Linked DNA regions of Rattus norvegicus: region 1 is linked to region 2. A link is a contact called in public Hi-C data. All regions are on one chromosome and are shown on one strand. The core of a region is the stretch at or near the end of the contact, and the rest is flanking DNA. Distances in the headings are between cores, read along the strand shown.

Region 1 (4,016 bases), core at 1,246-3,745, 99 kb before region 2:
TATAATAATTTTGAGCCCCCTACCCCTTGCACCTTTTAAAAAACACCTGTGTTTTCTTTTCTCAATGAATGGTCTTCCTCAGTCTAATACTGCTGTCGAACTTGTGAATTTATAGTTGGAAGTATTGATTGATAACAAAGAAATGAATAAATATGCTTTGGTTCAACTGTACCCAACTTTACAGAAATTTCTGTGTCATTATGTATAAATTCCAGAACATTGAAGGGTTAGGGTATATATGGGATGTAGACCACATTTCACTGTCTTTGTTCTGAATGTGTGTGGCACTACTCACATCTGTGGAGGCCAAGGGACAACGTTGAGGAGTAGGATTCAGGGAATAACCTCAGGTTGTCAGGCCAAGCAGAAAGCATCTTTCCAAGTTGAGCCATCTTGTCTGCCCACATTTATTTTTTTGGTTGGTCTAATTTGCTAATATTTCCTTCCTCTTATCTGCTCCCTATACATGCTGCCTCCTGGACATTCTTTACAAATCCAAGTCTAAAAATACTTCATGTCTATAAAATCCTCCATAGATTTTTTTCCCTTTAGAGTAATAATCAAAAGCCTAAATGTATCCCCAAAGCCAGAATTACCCAGCCAATAAGCATGAGGTAGCATGTGTATTTCCCCAGGCACACCTCAAACTAACCTTTCTTTTCATCTCTCCATGACAACCTTGCTGGCTTTCTTCAGTAAGCCTTCAGTCCCTAGAGGCTCTGGGCCTTTGCACATGCACTTTCTCTGTCTTACATCACGTTAGTCTCTCATCTTTGTTTGCAGGTTAGATCTCAGTTTGCATCCCACATACCACACAAGGAGTATAAAAGACCCCATTTCTTTTGGTGTTTTTGTTTCATGGCTTTCATCAGAGTTCTACTCTATGTATTTCTGTCTTGTTTGACCAACGCCTGCTTTCTTTCAGAAGACTGAGCCCCACAGTAGACTGCTGCTTGCTAATAGCATCCATATACACCAGAGTATGCCCCATTCACATACTCTGAACCCAATGCATTTCATCAATGATTTAATAAGTATATGATACTCAGAATATGTTTTTTTTATTTCTTACAATTTGGTAGTCCCCACGTCCCCAACCGGTCACAAAGATAACCACTCTTATCATCTGCTTGCCATTTCGAGAAGCTACTCACAAGATTAAAGCACAATGATTCTTGACCTTAGGGGCTGTTAAAATTATCTGGGGAGCTTTTAATAAATGCCTATACTCAGGTTCACCACAAACCCATTAAATCAGCATTTCTGGAGGTGGGACTCCAGCAACAGTTTTTTAAAAAGCTCCCTAGGTGATTCTAATGTGTATCCAGGATTGTGAAACACGCTTTCCTGGACGAAATCAGAATACCTGTCTCTCCACAAGCCATACGAACCAGGACTCTTGGCCTATTACATTTCTAATTTTAATTATATGCCTGTTTTATTACTTTATTGTCTGTGTATTTATTTATGTCTCATAGCAGTTACTTAAAGCCATGTATTGGTAATTCTGATCTTCATTATGATACATAATGCCCATAGAAACAGAGGTTTCTGTTAGGAGCCCTGAAAGGTAAACTATGTAGCCACCAGATACAGCTGAGATTCTGATTGAAAATCCTTCCTCACTTGCTTAATGTAATGGGTTTGACAAACCTGACTGGAGAATTGTCTTTGTGTGCCCTGTGAACATGCAGTCTTTTCCTCCAAGGGTACAAATGTACAAGTGTCAGCTCTGTGTGCAAAAGCATCACGGCACCTCTCTTGTGTGACAGACATAACTACCACATCTATTTCTATTGTCATCTGACAACTGAAGGGTACCTTGTTAATTCTAGTTCGTCTAGAGAGGAGCAGCTATCAGTGTTGTTGCAAAAGCAGAAGCTATGGACACTTGTGGTGTGGAGTCAGTGTTAGAAAGACTGAAAACGAGCCTGGTGAAATCAGGAAGCTTTTCTCTCGTGTGCAGTTGCTGCAGGGGGGACTGAGTCATTGCCCCAGTATTGTCTGTCCTAGTTGCAGTGAACAGGAAGTGAAAGTTCAGCGTTGCTTACTGTCAATTACTATCCACATAAACAGACAGAGGAAGATCAAATCATGTTGCTTGGCCCTGTTGCCCTTGGATGTTTTGATAAACATATTAGCTAGTTACTTAGTATAAATTTAAACTGAACATACCCCAGGGCCAAGTTTTATGATTTTCCTTTTGAAATTTCTCTTCTGTGAGCACTCTGTGTTCCCACACATTTTCGTTTTGAACTCACCAACCTCCAAACCCAGAGCCTTTTGCCTCCCTTTCGAGCTCATGGGAGGGACAGTCTCATCATCCAGGCCCCTCATAAAGGTACACTTGGTGCCAGGGAGAAATCCCCCTGGGTCACTAATGGATATTCACACATCTGAGAATGCTGTTAAGGAGCTTCTGAAGTGGAATGCGATTCCAGCTGTAGCAATTACATACTGCTCATATTTCCTAGCCGGGACTCCGGGGAGTTCAACAACTGCCTATTAGCAAGCCGAGGACGGAAGGAAGCGCTGTAAATCTCACAAGCAGTGATAAAGCTGATGCTTCTGGACGAAAGTCGGAAAGAGCGAGCTGCAATTATAAAACAGAACCACGAACTTTGGCCTCTGCAAAGAACAACACCCACAGAGCATTAATGAAGACCATGAGAGGGTAAACCAAACTCCAAACATTCCTTCTATCTCCGTTCAGTTATCTTGTTGCAAGCAGAATAAAGGACGAGAGTAAACATCCAGAGTCCAAATTAGTCTAAAAGACCCATATAAACCTCAAACAAATACCCTCTCTTCCGGAACCTTCATAAACATTTGGCTTACATGGAATCAATCTGGTCACTCAAGACAAACGGTGACAAGCTGGTTGCCTTGCTGTAGGTACCATTAAGAAAAGACTAAGTCTCTGTAAAACTTCTTAGTTAAAAAGGAGTTAAATTTAATTTTTTAAACAGCATAAGCCTTATATAGAGTTTATTAAATACCTTAGATTTTTATTAGTACAATGTGTTTCATAATGACACTGTGGCCTCTTGAAGGTAAGAAAACAGATGTTTAAGAAGTTTAAGAAATTCGAGGATGATGCAAATATGTAAAAGGAAGAATAAAGGCTACAACTAAATTCTGTTTGACCTTAAAGGATACTTTATCTTTTGTGACATTTCCTGCTGTGACTCTAACTTGACTCTATTTGTGGCAAATAAAATGGGGATAGGCCTTAAAAGACAAAAAAAAAAAAAAAAAATGGTGTCCATACAAATCACATATGCTTGAACTGGGCATGTTTAGTTTTAACATGACAATATGGCAAGACAATAACTCATATCTTCTCATTTTTAATAAATAAGAAAATAAGCTGGGTGTGGTGACTTTAGTCCTAGCACTTGGGAAGCAGAGGCAGGCGGATTTCTGAGTTTGAGGCCAGCCTGGTCTACAGAGCGAGTTCCAGGACAGCCAGGGCTCTGCAGGAAACCCTGTTTCAACAAAACAAATCAAATAAAAAACAAACAACAATAACAACAACAAAATAATTAATTAATTTATTTATTTGGAAGAATTTGTTATTTACTTGTCTTTGGAGATGGTGTTTAGATGCGATTGTAGCATCGGCTGGACTTATGCAGACCAGGCTGCCCTGAATTCATCATCTTCCTGCCCTACCCTCTTATATGTTCATTTGTTATTATTCTTGTATTTGAGCTCTTATACATTTTAAGGTGGGAATGGTGGTATGTACTTGTAATGTCAACATTTAGGAGACCGAGGCGGAAGGATCACAAGGACACTGTGAGACTCATAGTGAACTCCTAGCCAGCTTGGGCTGCAATAAGAATCAGAAGAATGATGATTTCTCTTACACAATTTACATTTTGCATGTCTTTATGTGTTTTTAATCTTTTCAAAAAATGCAATAGTTTCTGAGACATAGGTCTATTCATTAAAAAATGCACAGGCCTATTACGAAATATTAACTTACGTAAGGCAAGGCGACCGAACAACAC
Region 2 (3,909 bases), core at 140-2,639:
GCTTCTTTCTTTCCTTCCTTCTCCCTCCCCCTTGTTCTCTTTCCTCTTCCCTTTTCCTACCTCTCTTCCTTCTTTCCTTCCTTTTCTCTTTTCTTGCCTCCCCCTTGTCCCCTCCCCTCTTTCCTTTCTCTTGTCTCTGCAGGTAGCTGTAGTTATGCTGAGGAGGGTGGAGAGATCTGCCTTTGCTGGTGGAGGTGGAGACAGGCCATCCTGCTACCGACTTTAATTTTGCCCTTGGTACCTCTGTAGGGTTGCAGGCTACTCCAGAGAAGGTCTCACATTCTGTTGACTTTCTCTTTCTCTAAAGAGGTATTCGTTCTTCTGAGTATCCATCTCAGAAACACTGTACTCTGTTCTCTGACACATCAGAGCACCCTCCTCGTGTTGTAATAAAAGGAGAAGTCTGGGCAATGATCTCACCAAAACGTGATACTCAGGGATCAGAGCCCCTCTGCCCCCTCCCTCCCCGAAGACCGTGGTGCTGTGGGTGTGTGTAGGAGGAAAGAGGTTGAGACCTTACTTAGGAATTAAAATAGCCCAATGGGTCTCTAGTGAAATTCTTCATGCATACATACTGACATGTGGACATATGTGATTGTGTACAAGGTTAGAAAAACCAGTATCTGTTTGCTTGTCAGGGATAAGAAACGGGCCATGTCTGTCCCTTAGATGGTTTAAGGGAAATTATCAACAGATACATCAGAAAACAGACATTTGAAAAATGTATTTGGGATCCTTTTGCAGTGGTTTGGGGATAGCTCTTCTGAGGAAAGTCCACTGGACAGGGCAATTTTCTGGCCTGAAACCCTGAGTGTTTTGTTTCTGTTGCTATTTCTTCTCATCCCTCAAGGCCACACCCTTTTCTTACCTGCCCTCTTTCACCTGGGTTCTGCCCCCCTGACTCCCTTTCTCTTCTCTTACTTTCCTTAAAATCCCGGGAACTGGGGTCAGTGTTCATCCCCGAATCTCTCCAACACTGCAAGCTCGCAGACTAGGAGCTGGGGCTCATTTGGCAGAAGGGCTGCTCCGCTCTCCTCTTATGCTGCTTCCCCTTCCTCTTTTCCCAGATAGATATGTAAACACATGCATTTTCCTGTTCAAACGGGGCGAATTGGTGTTCAGCCTGTGCCTTGACTTAGCGATTGGGCTGAGTCTTGCTCCTCCCTTCCCTACTCGGATAGGAGCCACAAGGATCTGGAGCTCAGGCTTCTAAATTGCAGCTGGCCTCGGGCCAGGTGACCTTTGCTTTGTAAGTTTCTTTCTGGGAGGGGGAGTGAGTGGAGTGGGGAGAGCTGGGATCTGTTGCTTGTTGGGGGGGGGTTAAGGAAAGGAAGGGGCTGGAAGAGAGTAAAGGGCTGTTGTTAAACAGTTTCTTACCGTAAGAGGGAGTTTAGTCCTAGATCTTTCCAGTTAATCACACAACAAACTTAGCTCATCGCAATAAAAGCAGCTCAGAACCGACCGGCTTGCAACAGGATTCTTTCAGCCCGGCATCTCCTGCAGAGGGATCAGCCTGCTCGAACTGCAAGCATGATGTGGGGGACCAAACTTCTGCCGGTCCTGTTGCTGCAGCATGTCCTGCTGCACCTCCTCCTGCTTCCTGTCACCATCCCCTATGCAGGTAAGTTTACTTCTGCTTCATGGAGATTGTGGTTGCTTTAAGTCTCCTTCTGACCTTGCGCTTTCCTTCCAAGAAGCTCTCTACCCTATTTCCAGCATCTTTTCTTAATTCCAAGGGTGGTGTGGGGCTTCCAAACCTCTCATTTTGATTTCTTTGGACATTCCTTTTCTGTTTGAGAAACATTTAAAAACAATTAACATCTCTCAATGATACCCCCATCCCCCCACCAGGCCCCACCTCATTTAGCCAAGCAATCCAAAATTATGGGATAGGAATGAAGTGCTAACACTGGCTGGAACTTTGCTGGTTTGGCCAAGTTTTAAAAACGAAGACAGATTCTGAATTGAAGAGAGGAGAGTGATGGTCAATTTAACCAGGGACTCATTTCCCAAAGGAGAATTTCCGATAAGGGTCCATCCACTCACCCCTCGGGTCCAAATTTTGACATTATGCAGGTCTTCACTTGGAGAAGGTGGATTAAGTTCTGAGTACAATGAATGTTATAAAAATGAAACAGAAAGCTTTCCTCTCCAAGCTCCCCTTCTGGGGATGGGGGTGGGGGTGTAGGCATGATCGCTCCTGATGCTGCAGTGCAGGGAGGAACACTAATGTGACTTGGATTGATGCAGTGGAATTGTCCCTGTCTTACTCTGATTTGCAGAATGAGGAGGAGACTCTGGGACCTGTTCAGATTTCCTGGGCATTTAGGGATCTCATCTGCTGGTATAGGAAGTTATCTCTTATTATCAAGAGCAGAGGAAGCATCTGCATTTGGTTGTGTTATTATTGTAGTGGCTTGCCTGGGTTGCCAGCCGGAGAAGGCAGTGAACTTTAGGGTAGGCACAGGGAAATAAAGGCTGTAAGAAATGCACAGCCAACAACAGATAGGTGACCTTTTAAAACTGAGAAAACAAAGAAACAGCCTCATAATTTGAGATAAGTGCACTATGACATTCATCACACCTCTAATCTAGTATCCAATGCAATACAAGACGAAGCTAGTGCTAATAAAAAAATATTGAACCCACCTGTTTTTTCTGCACTGGGGAGAGATTCCTTGTGGGAAAAAAAGATACTTTGGAAAGGGGCCTTTGAAACTGTGTAGGCAAAGTTTCTTGATCAAGAGGGAAAGAACTTAAAGATGTGTCACATTAAGGTTGATCTTTAGAACGTTGCTTATTTATGGGTGTTAACCTAAGTTTTAACCTTGGTCCAGTTTACCAGTTTCCCTTTTCGACGATTAAAATGCTATTCCCTGGAAGTATGATTACCTGAGCTGAGCTGAGCTAATGCAAGATTTCAGTTTGGAAAACCCAAACAGTAGATCGACCATAGACAATGTCTATTTGTTTCTGGCGTGCATCACACAGTTTTGGCAGGAGACATACATTTGTAATTATACTTCACTTTGGCTAATGTTGAAATGACTGTGTTTCCTGAGTGTAGAGAGAGTGGCCTGAGAGTATGTTGGCAGGCCAGGGGAGGCCCATTGGGAATTACAGATATATGTTATGAATAATTTCTGAAATGGATAATGCTAAAATTGTCATCAAAAGAGGCGCCACATTTGCTGTGTTTGCAACCTTGTTTTAACAGTTTCCATGTTTTAAATAACTTCCATAAAGGAGGCAGTTAGCTTTCTTAGAATATGTAATGAGAGTTTTTTGTTTGATTTTTTTTGTTTAATATTGGACAGTTAGTTTGTTGTTATTTGCATGGCTATTCTTCATATAGTTAAAAAAAGCTCTATTATGCTGATAGGCAGTCATGAATAGAAGGTCTTATGTAAACACATTATTAAGTTTTTGAGAAATATTTGATGTGGATGGTCCAAGCAGTTTTGATAGTTGATCTGCCACATAGTATTACTCTCTATTCACTTACACTAAATACTCTAAAGAAATATTGAATACTCTCTAAAAAAAATTAAACATTAAATGACAACCTTATGTATAAGAGTCTCAAGGAATACAAAGTTGAACAAGTGGGAGAGCAATCTGTATATAGTTCTAAGGGATAAGCTTAAAATTTAATTATTTAAAGTAAAATTTAATAATTTAAAGTAAAATTTCCTAGTTCTGGTAAGACCTGCATTTTTTTGATTTATTTGACACATGAAAATTGAGGTTTAAACATCTTAATTTTATCTTTGGTACTGCACTAAATTAGTTCAGTTAATTAAGGAACTGGATTGAAAGCTCTAAATTCTAAGTGAATGAAATACATTATTTTTTTTTCTTATACCGAAGCCAGGAGCCCAGCAGTCATCTTAAGCACAGCTTTGAAAA

The links. A called contact is a pair of places that touch in the nucleus more often than the background predicts.
Region 1: a contact with region 2 is called in a Hi-C map of liver, with 4 times the contacts expected there. The contact joins the enhancer-like site here to the promoter of Hgf in region 2. A contact is called at or near these places in 2 of 12 Hi-C or Micro-C datasets (kidney and liver).

Annotation. Positions count from the first base shown.
Region 1 is chr4:19,797,985-19,802,000 of GRCr8, reverse strand. No RefSeq gene overlaps it. Among named protein-coding and RNA genes, the nearest start is that of Hgf, 100 kb to the right of the region's middle. Within about 2 kb of position 2,495, at least 9 of the 93 cell types and tissues checked have an H3K27ac peak or open chromatin away from gene starts, as enhancers often do. A contact at or near this core is called in liver, where this site is marked.
Region 2 is chr4:19,697,947-19,701,855 of GRCr8, reverse strand. Hgf (hepatocyte growth factor) reads left to right here and starts at 1,389. Exons shown (of 18, transcript NM_017017.2): 1 at 1,389-1,621. The coding sequence starts at 1,531. It overlaps LOC103692033 (a long non-coding RNA gene), which reads right to left and starts at 2,190. Exons shown (of 4, transcript XR_005503418.2): 1 at 2,047-2,190; 2 at 242-1,789.